Regions from separate parts of the Zea mays genome. Here region 2 is linked to region 1. A link is a contact called in public Hi-C data. All regions are on one chromosome and are shown on one strand. The core of a region is the stretch at or near the end of the contact, and the rest is flanking DNA. Distances in the headings are between cores, read along the strand shown. Region 1 holds the start of LOC103641749 (hapless 8). Region 2 holds the start of LOC100281730.

Region 1 (5,498 bases), core at 1,472-3,971:
GGGTCCATTTTCCTCACAACAAAGATTGACACAAAGGTTGATAGATTGCATCGAACCAATGAGGTGCCATTGCTATCAATCGTTCTCAAACTTCAAAGTAGTGCAAGGGACTTAGCAAGATTAGTTTTTCCTTTTCTTCTCTTATGTATGTATATCATTTGTGGGCTAGGCTAGGGTATGTTATGGCCTGCTTGAACATACCATTAGATTTTTCATTTTTGAAGGTTAAAGTAAATGTTGATGTTAGCCTAGGAATGTCAATGAGGAATTCCACATCAAGGAATCCCACCCCATCTCTGTCCTCATTAAACCTTGTTGGGTGGGTTCCTACATATACCCATCCCTGCATGAGGATTACATATCTGATGGGTTCCCCATCCCCAATGAAGCCATGTTGTGCTCAACTCAAGAAGGTGCTCGTGCTCTACATCTATGATGCATGCATGTGCATTTGAGGCACATGCATCTAGGGCCAGTCAGTCAATCCTACATCCACCTGGAAGGCATTTGTGCTCTTAGCAATGAGTGCATGATAGGTAATACCATTGATGAGACACGATGCTTCGATGGGAAATATGAGGGACAAGTGATGATGCTTTAGTAGGAGACATGAGGGGAGAGCGATGTTGCTTCATTGATTGGGAAGAGGCAACACTTTGGCCTCTAGCGGAGGCGGTGCTTGGATTGTTGGGGGAGCTATGGACTCCCAACTTGAAGGTGGTGCATAGGCCAATGGGTCTTGACTTAGGATTGGCGAGGGATGGACTATGAAAATTCTCTTGGGGTTGAGGGAATGGATGAACGAATGGATTTCTATAATAGTTGGACAACCAAATGCGTTCATGATGAACTAACCAAAATGGGCTCTACAGGGATGGGTACGAGTAGTGCTCCCCGTCCCTGACCCTCTTAGGCCCAACAAGTCAAATTTTATCCCTATTTAGTTCTTTATGGGGGTAATTTTTGCCCATCATTGTTTCCTAGTGAGGGAATTCTTCATGAGGAGTCAAAGAACTATCCTTATAACAGAACTTTTTTTATCTCGGCCTAGTCTACAACAATTACTATACAGGGATTTAACTAGGAAACACGAACTCAAATTATTTTGCTTCATCTGAGGTTTCGATCGTAAACATGGATGTAACTCTTTTCTATAATATATTTTCTGGATATGGGTCTGATCCTTAGGGACTGTCTAGAAAAGTACAAGTTGCAAATCCTACATGGAGTGCATAAGGTTTTGTCCTTTAGTGAGGAATAGCTTGATGTCATATTGTTGTGGGTATTATGGACATATTAGCGGGTCTCTTCCATCTAAGTGTCTCTGTACCTCAATGTCTATACAAAGAGTTATGTCCATTATAAAACCATAAACATGAGGAGTGATTACACAATTATAAATAGCAACCACTTTAGTGTATTAAAAGTAAAAGAGAAGTTTTGGTTCGAGTTTATTTTTTGCTACATAATTTTAAAACTATGGGTCCTTAGCATTGAACTATCAACTTGTGATTTCTAAGGCCATCTTGTATTTTTTTCGATGGCAAAAACTAGGTCCTAGCGTTGCATTATATTTCTATATTAAAACTAGAAGATGTGTTATATTTTATATAAAACTTTGGCATTAGTTTAGTATTTTTTAGTTTAATGAAATAGTTATTAAATTTTAAGGAGTGAAACATTTTTTCATTACTTCTAAAATGTGTAAAATCCCGTTAAAGCCAGATAGATGGCAAATTTATGCAGTATCAATAGTTCCGTTGTAAGGATCTTGACCCTTAATTTCGTAGTAAAAAAACAAAATCGAATAGTGGTGGTTGGTTTAAAATAGAATTTTCGAAATGGCCAAATATACCCTCGCGAAGAGCGATTGTTGCGTGGAAAATATAGACAAGGCCATCGATGACAACAGAGAGAAGGTAAGAGAGAGAAAGAGCACTCAATACGATCGAAATATAAATAAATATAGTTAATGTAGAATACGACAAAAAACCCACATATTTTCTTGCGTCAGCGCTCCCCTTTCTCTCTCTATGAGTCTGAGCCTCCTCTTTTTCCTCGCTTCAAAAGCAAATACACCTCTTGAACGGCTGCAGCTAACAGTATTCGTTCCGTTCTAAAATAAATACACTTTTAAAGTTTCAATAAAGAATTATAAAAAACCATTCACTTTAGAAATAAGAAATATAAAAAACTAGCTAGATCGTCTTATATCTAGAAATATACTTGCTTTAAAATAAATTATAAATATTTCAGAATAAATTGGAAACACAAGGCGTGACCGAGTGAGTACAGCCAGCTAGCCAGCCCCGCCTTTGGCTTGGCTTGGTGGAGAACCAGATGCCTTTTATGTGTGAGTGGTTGGCGTTTCCTTCTCTCTTCTAATCTTTTTTTTTTCTGCAGCAATTTCGGAGTACTCTCTGTCTCAATATTTTTTATAACGTTTAGACACATAGTTCATCCTTTTTAAAATTGTTATATAAATATTAATTATTTATTATTAGATATATTTTAATAACGATTTATTTACTTTATTATTTATAGAAAACCGATTAAGAGTCTGTTTGTTTGTTTGTGTAGGATTATAATATGATATGATCAGATTATATAATCTAATTTATTTAAAACTTGGATAGATTATAGTCTTAAATAAATAGGCCCTAAAATAAATGATCAAATATAATATAATGCGTCGTCTAATGCGTTATCTATCTTGCCACCGAGCGAGTAGAGTATTCGGCTATTCGCACACAGACAGCGTGGTGCCGAGAGAGAGAAAGTGGTGGTGGAATACATAGCAAGCCAAAAAAAAAACATTTCTTCCCTTTTTCCTTGCCTCGCTTCCCCTCCCCCGTCTCCTGTTCTCTTCTCCCTTCTCCGTCTGCTTCAGCCCCCAGAAATCGAAGCCACCACCACCATAGAGCTCCGAGCCCCTCGCCCTCCTCCCCGCCTGTTCGCTGCGTGGATCTACAGGCAGGATGCTCACTCCCGCGCGCGCGGGCGCCGCTCGGTGAGCGGCTGTGAAGAAAAGGTAAGAGAACTGCCGGAGTTCTCCGAGTTAGTACGTGCGGTGACTTCGTAGGCGGTTCTCGATTTGCTTGACTTGAATCCGCTCTGTTGGATTTTTCCCTGCTCTTGCGCGTCGCTTCCCCTTACGAGACTCATCGCTGGAACTGGAAGATTGGCGTCTGCGGAATGGATCTCTTCAGGCGGAGTTGGGATTTCTCGCGTGCTTCTCTCACTGCTTGTGACTGAGCGCTAGATCTCCGCTGCTTTTCGTGCTTGCTTGTGTTGTTCTTGGCTACCGGCAAAGTTTCCCGATCCCTGCATCTGCCTTTTCCAGATTTGGTACGGATTAGGCCCCCGTTCTCGAACTCCTTCCTGTACGTCCTCCCATGCCTCGTCGTCCATATCCAAGCCACATAAATCCCCGATTAGGCCAGTGATGAAGCAACAGAAAATCCTTACTTTTTATTGGTTTCTCGCCATATCTCTAGTTAATAAGCTCCCTTTACTCTTTTCTTCTTTTGCTATTTATTTCCCCATCAAGAAAGCACTACCATACAAGCTACCCTCCAGTGCTTGGCAACTGTTCATGTCTTCTTCCTGCTGTTCCCTTTCTGCGAATCCTTTGCAAGAGTTGCATGATCCGTGTAGACTTCCCCTTAATCTGCTCCAAGACTAGCCCGTTCACCACCTTGCCCCGGGATGATATTTTATGTGCTTTTGTGCTACTTCGAGGGCAGCTCCCTCCGCTCTTGTCCTCTCCTCTCTGCATCTATCTCTCTCTTGCTGCATCGATCAGCATAAAATCATGCCATTATATTCCCAAAGAACAGCTGGTTTGGTTGTGTGGACATGAAATAATATGTACCTTGGTTTCTTTCTGCAGGTGCCTGATGAGAATTGAGATAGTGGGCGGCCAAGGAAGCGAAGTTTCTCGCACTCCACCTGTTGAATTTACCAACTTGGTATGCTGGAGTGTAAGGATAAGAGCAGACCCAATTGCTTCACAGCTCTTGGGTTCTTAGTGCCGACTGTAGCAGCAGCAGATCTGGGGCGAGCAGCGAAGGCGTTCATCAGATGTTATCCAGTGAGCAGCCTTCAGGCCCCTCATGTTCCTTCAAGTCTACTGGCCCGGGTGTGAGCACTGATCCGGCAACCTCCGTGGCCGAGGGGCCGCCGAGCCAGGATCCCAGAGATCTGGTCCAACCTTATCCCAAGTTCTCCATAAGGTGAAAGAGAGATATATATACCTTTGATTCAGTACCTTGGGAGATAGATTATTTTTGGTGTTTAAGTTCTTGATGCTGGATCTCTGTCTTTATGGTGCGTCGATTATGGGGGTGTTTGGATACCCCCGTCTAAAGTTTAGTTTGGTTTTTCGGATGTCGATTTGAAGGATTAGACAGAACCTAATTATAAAGCTGATTGCATAAGTAGTGGCTAATTCTGTAGACGAATCTATTGAGTCTAATTAATCCATGATTAGAACATGTTTACTGTAGCGAAACATGGGCTGATCATAGATTAACTTGGCTTAATAGATTTGTGTCACGAATTAGCCATAATTTATACAATCAGTTTTATAATTAGCTCATGGTCCTAATTGACATCCAAAACTTGACTAAACTCTAGTCCGGAGGATCCAAACACCCTAATTATTGGCTGCTGCTTTGAGGGGTCGGATTGGGTATGCATGGCTGCTTTCAGGGTTAATCCGTGTTATTGTCTGGGGTTGTTTGTATAGTTTACTTTTCTGTTGATTAATATAAAAGTGGCCTCTTTTCTTCCCCAAAATCTGAAAATAAAAGGATGCTCCTCTGATGAATTTTGTCCACTGCCTACTAATGTTTTCTTTTCCATATGTGGTGGTTCTGCGATACACAAGCAGGCCACATATTTTTGGAGATTTCAGTTTTTCATCCTGACAGCATGTTCAGTAGGTCCACGTTGATGTTGTTTCTCTCTCTCTTCTTTTCAACCTATTGTGGAGGGTTTAAATGACACTATTTGGCAACACTATTCTTGAGCGTTCGTCATCTAGGCACGTATTACCATATGCTAATGGGTCCATATTTCTGCCCCTATTTCCAGAGATTATGTGTTTGCTTCAAGAAGCAAAGGCATCAAGAGAAGCTGGCCTTTCCATCCACATTCATTGCAGCTTTGCCTAGAGCGCGGTGTGAAGGATCCATTGCCTCCATTTGAGTCTCCCGATTTGATCCGGTCACAGCCATTAAATATTTCCACTGACTTTGAGCAATCTGCTGCTTGCTTAGAACTCAATAGTGTTGGTCTGGTGAAGAATAGAGATGCTAGTTCCTTAAACGAGTATACAGGCAATATCAACTTCCAGTCATGCCAACCAGTAGATGAGTCACTTGGACCTTTGCCATACACATCGCCAGAGGATGGGAAATCTGGTATCAACCAAGTGGGAAGTACAAATGAATCAGATCATCCTGATGAGGTTATACCAATAGATCTACAAGATA
Region 2 (5,498 bases), core at 827-3,326, 410 kb before region 1:
CCAGCACCTTGGCGATGTTCTTGTGCCGGATTTTCGCCAGTGCTTCCATCTCGTTCTTGGCTACTCTGAATGTTAGCTTGCCTGACGAGTTCACCAGCCTCTTCACCGCAACCTTTTGCCCGTCTTGGAGCTCGATCAGGTAAACTCTTCCAAAGGCACCTCTGCCGATGATATTCTTGTCGTGGAATCCAGCGAGCAGCTCCTCTCCGGTGATTCTGACAGGGTGAAAGAGCACGAGCTTCCACGGGGAGGAGGAGGAGGAGGACTCGCTGCCGCGTAACCTCTTGCAGACCGCGAATGCCCCGACAGCGAGCAGCGCCACGCCGGTGAGAAACGACGCCACGGTTGCGGCCACCGCGAGTCCCTGACGCCTCCGCGATGGCGCGTCGGCGTCGCAGTCTTTCGGCAACCCCGGGCCGCACAGCCCCGGGTTGCCCTGGAGGAACACGGCGGGAAGCTCGGTGATCAGAGATGGCGGCACGCGGCCGGAGAGCTGGTTGTACGAGACATTCAGCAGGGCGAGCTTCAGGTTCTGGAGCTCCGTCGGAATGCCGCCGGTGAGGGCGTTGCTGGACAGGTCGATGTACGTCAGCACCTGTAAGTCTCCGAGGGACGCCGGTATAGGCCCGGTGAAGCCGTTGCCGGCCAGGTACAGCGACACCAGCCTCCTGCAGTTCTTGAACGCCGGGATCGTGCCGGAGAGCGCGTTGCGGGAGATGTTGATGATGCTCATCGCGGGAGAGTCGCAGAGGTTGTCCGGCAAGCTGCCGTTGAGCTCGTTGAGGGAGGCGGAGAAACGGTACATGGTGCGGACCAGGCCGATGCTCTGAGGTATCCCGCCGGAGAAGCTGTTGTTGTCAATCTGAACCTGCTCGAGCCGAGACTGGCCGCCCGGGAACTCGCGCAGGCGTCCGGTGAACCGGTTGTTCTGGGCCCGGATGACGCGTAGGTCCGGCAGCGACCAGAGCCCGGCAGGCAGCTCCCCGCTGAAGGCGTTGTCGTGGACCTCGAACCTCCGAAGCATCGAGCAGCTAGCGATCTCCTCCGGCAACTGCCCGGAGAGGCCGTTCTGTGACAAATCCAGAGTCATCAGCTTCTGCAACCTGAGGCCGAACCCGGGAGGCACGACGCCGGCCAGGTTGTTCATGGACAGGTCAAGAGCCTCCAGCTGCTCCAGCCCGAGGAAGGATTCCGGGATGACGCCGCTGAACCCCGAGCCCTGCAGGAACAGCCACCTGAGGCTGCTCATCCTGCCGAGCTCCCGCGGCAGCTCGGAGTCGAGGAACTGGTTCCTGGACAGGTCCAGGAGGTGCAGGCTGGTGAGGTTGCCGAACAGCGCCGGGTGGAGCACGCCGGAGAGCAGGTTCTCCCCGAGGTCGAGCACCTGGAGGCCGCCGAGCGCGGCGAGGCCGGCGGGCACCTGGCCCTCGAAGCTGTTGCGGCTGAGGTCGAGCGACACGAGCGAGGTGAGCATGGCCAGCTGCTCGGGGAGCGGGCCCCAGAAGGCGCCGGCGCTGAGGTTGAGCGACGCGAGCGAGGCGCAGCGCGACAGCTCCAGCGGGATGGTCTGGTTGAAGCCGTTGGACGCGAGGCTCAGCGCGATCAGGCCCCGCACGCGGCAGAGGGAGGAGGCGGCGAGGTCGCCCGAGAGGCCGAGGCCCTGGAGCGAGATGGAGACCGAGACGGTCGCGTTCGCGGCGGCGCTGATGGCGCAGGCGACGTGCGGCCAGTTGCAGTAGGGCGTGGAGCTCGACCAGGCGGAGAGAGCGCCCGACGGGTCCTGCAGGGACGCCTTGAAGTCGAGCAGCAGCTCCTGCGGCGTCTCTGCCGCCGAAGACGGCGAGGTCGAGGCGGCCATCAGTACTGAAACGAGGACGAAGAGAGGGAGGCAGGTGGCGGCGGCCATGGACGACGGATGGGAGCTGGTGAGTGGAGTGTAGACCAGTGGAAGTGGAGCCGAGTGTCGGCGGCGTCAACTTACTAGCGACTTAGCGAGCGAGCTGCCGTCGACTGCGCAGGAGTGCAGGACAACAAGAACGCAGTCTTCGGCTCTTCGCTCACTCGTCGTTCGCTTTCGATTAACAAATTGGAAAGAAACCATTCAGAGCTCGTCACCATCGGCTCGTCCATAATCCTCGTCACGGGGCCACGGGTAGTAAAAAGTACTAGCGGTGGAGTAAACATATCGCCTGCAGGATGGCAGCACATTGTGCCGGCGACCTCTCGCCTTTTCGTTTGGACTTTGCGATGCTGACACCGTCACTTTTTGGACTTGGAGTGGCGCCTTCGTCCTGCGTGTTGGAGGCGACGTGACGTTCAGGTAGTATCCAATCCGGACGCGGACGTGGCTGCAGAGTGCTGAAGGCGGAAGGCGTGAGTCAGTCAGGGCAGGGTGCTGAAGGGTGAAGGATATGTCAACGGAGTCACGAGTCACGACTCAAGGGGTGTTTGGTTTATAGGGACTAATGTTTAGTCTCTTCATTTTATTCATTTTTAGTTTATAAATTGTTAAATATAGAAATTAAAATAAAGTTTTAGTTTCTATATTTGGTAATTTTAGAACTAAAATGGAATAAAATGTAGGGACTAAATATTAGTCCCTAGAAACCAAACACCCCCTCAGTAGTACGCCTATTAATTAGTAATATAGTTTGAAATTTAGTTAATTAGTTAATACAGAGCTAGTTAGTATGGTTAGTTAGATAGTCATTAGTCAAGTAGTTACCTAGTTAATAGTAATTAGCTACTTAAGTAGCTATTATTTAGTAACTTAGTTTGTAATGTAGGTAGTTGCTAGTTAGGTAGGTATAGTTTTGTTGGTTGATTAGGTAAATTTTAGTTAGATGTCATTTAGTTAGATAATAATTTGCTAGTACTTAGTTTGCATTTTGTCGCTTGTATCCAAATTCGTTTGGAGGTGTTAAGTTTGGTTCTCTATAATAAGTATAAAATCTGTTGTCATACCAGAAAATTTTTCTAAAAACCAATGCATTGTCTATGACTATCAAAAGTGTGCCCTCGTATTTGTCAAGAAGAAACATAATGTTAATGGAGAAAATGGGACGACAATGTTTGAAGGCCTTGATGCATTAGGAAAAGCACAGAAGAATATCTTCCTCCCATCCTGACTATTCATCTAGCTTGGGGATGTACTCAAAATTCATGTCTAGATTAACAGTGTTGATCACATTACACAATGTTGGAAATCGCTCATTCCCCTCTTCACAGTCCCTATAAATCATCTTTCATACGCATTGTTTCCCGTCCATGCATTTTCATACATTACCTTGTAATAAAATACCCGTCCATGCATTTTCATACATTACCTTGTAATAATATCTTCTTAGTCACGTCCATAATTGTCCCCACCTTTAGATTAGGCTATACCTTCAATGCCTTGTATAGTGATCTAGGTTAGTGTTGATGTCAACTATCGATGCTTCTGTTTTAGGCCTGCTTTGCCACAAGTGTGTGGACCGACGATTTTTGTGATCTTGAACCTCCGAGTTTCTTTCTGTTCTTGAGCATAGGTGAAAGCATAGGTGAAAGGGAAATAGGCTTACACCTTTTCCTAATTGATTTTGGTGGTTGAAATGCCCAACATAAATAATTGGACTAACTAGTTTGCTCTAGATTATAAGTTTTACAAGTGCCAAAGGTTCACAACAAACCAATAAAAAGTCTAAGAAAGGGTTCAAACAAAAAGAGCAAAAGACAACCCAAAGGCAGCCCTGGTCTGGCGCACCGGACTGTCCGGTGTGCCACCGGACAGTGTCCGGTGCACCATGGAACTCAACTCCAAACTTGCCACCTTCGGGAATTCAGGAGGTCGCTCCGCTATAATTCACCGGACTGTCTGGTGCACCACCGGACTGTCCGGTGTGCCAAGCGGAGCAACGGTCGTCCACGCCAACGGTCGTCTGCAACGCTACAGTGAAAGGACCTAAGACCGTTTGGGTACCTAAGAACAAGGCCTAAAATTGTTTTGTAGGTTTATGCATCCTGGGGCTCAAGTTGGATCATTGATAGCGGGTGCACAAACCACATGACTGGGGAGAAAAGGATGTTCTCCTCCTATGAGAAAAATCAAGATCCCCAAAGAGCTATCACATTCGGGGATGGAAATCAAGGTTTGGTCAAAGGACTTGGTAAAATTGCTATATCACCTAACCATTCTATTTCCCATGTTTTTATTGTAGATTCTTTATATTACAATTTGCTTTCCGTTTCTCAATTATGCAAAATGGGCTACAATTGTCTTTTTACGGATATAGGTGTTACTGTCTTTAGAAGAAGTGATGATTCAGTAGCATTTAAGGGAGTGTTAGAGGGTCAGCTATATTTAGTTAATTTTAATAGAGCTAAACTCGACACTTTCTTAATTGCTAAGACTAACATGGGTTGGCTCTGGTACCGCCGACTTGCCCATGTTGGGATGAATAATCTTCATAAGCTTTTAAAGGGAGAGCACATTTTGGGACTAACCAATGTTCATTTTGAGAAAGACAGGATTTGTAGCGCATGTCAAGCAGGGAAGCAAGTTGGTGTTCATCATCCACACAAGAACATCATGACGACTGACAGGCCGCTCGAGCTACTCCACATGTACCTATTAGGCCCGATAGCTTACATAAGCATCGGCGGGAGTAAGTACTGTCTAGTTATTGTGGATGATTATTCTCGCTTCACTTGGGTATTCTTTTTGCAGGAAAAATCACAAACCCAAGAGACTTTGAAAGGATTCTTGAGACGGGCTCAAAATGAGTTCGGCTTGAGGATCAAGAAAATAAGAAGCGACAACGGAATGGAGTTCAAGAATTCACAAATAGAAGGCTTTCTTGAGGAGGAGGGCATCAAGCATGAGTTCTCTTCTCCCTACACGCCACAACAAAATGGTGTAGTGGAGAGGAAGAATAGAACTCTATTGGACATGGCAAGAACCATGCTTGATGAGTACAATACTTCGGATCGGTTTTGGGCCGAGGCGATCAACACCGCTTGCTACGCCATCAACCGGTTATATCTTCACCGAATCCTCAAGAAGACATCATATGAACTCCTCACCGGTAAAAGCCCAATGTTTCATATTTTAGAGTCTTTGGTAGCAAATGCTTTATTCTTGTTAAAAGAGGTAGAAAATCTAAATTTGCTCCTAAGGTTGTAGAAGGCTTGTTACTAGGATATGATTCAAACACAAGGGCATATAGAGTCTTTAACAAGTCCACTGGACTAGTTGAAGTTTCTTGTGACATTGTGTTTGATGAAACTAACGGCTCTCAAGTAGAGCAAGTTGATCTTGATGAGCTAGATGATGAAGAGGCTCTGTGTGTCGCACTAAGGAACATGTCCATTGGGGATGTGTGACCTAAGGAATCCAAAGAGCCTCCACAAGCACAAGATCAACCATCTTCCTCCATGCAAGCATCTCCACCAACTCAAGATGAGGATGAGGCTCAAGATGATGAAGGAGACGATCAAGAAGATGAGTCACCTCAAGA

Evidence for each region. A called contact is a pair of places that touch in the nucleus more often than the background predicts.
Region 2: a Hi-C map of tassel shows a contact between it and region 1, with 3 times the contacts expected there. The contact joins the promoter of LOC100281730 here to the promoter of LOC103641749 in region 1. A contact is called at or near these places in 3 of 25 Hi-C or Micro-C datasets (ear, leaf and tassel).

What each region holds. Positions count from the first base shown.
Region 1 is chr10:127,087,177-127,092,674 of Zm-B73-REFERENCE-NAM-5.0, reverse strand. It overlaps LOC103641749 (hapless 8), which reads left to right and starts at 2,721. Exons shown (of 4, transcript XM_008665080.3): 1 at 2,721-3,031; 2 at 3,893-4,235; 3 at 5,098-5,498. The coding sequence starts at 4,084.
Region 2 is chr10:127,493,179-127,498,676 of Zm-B73-REFERENCE-NAM-5.0, reverse strand. It overlaps LOC100281730, which reads right to left and starts at 2,076. Exons shown (of 2, transcript NM_001154650.2): 1 at 1-2,076. The coding sequence starts at 1,906.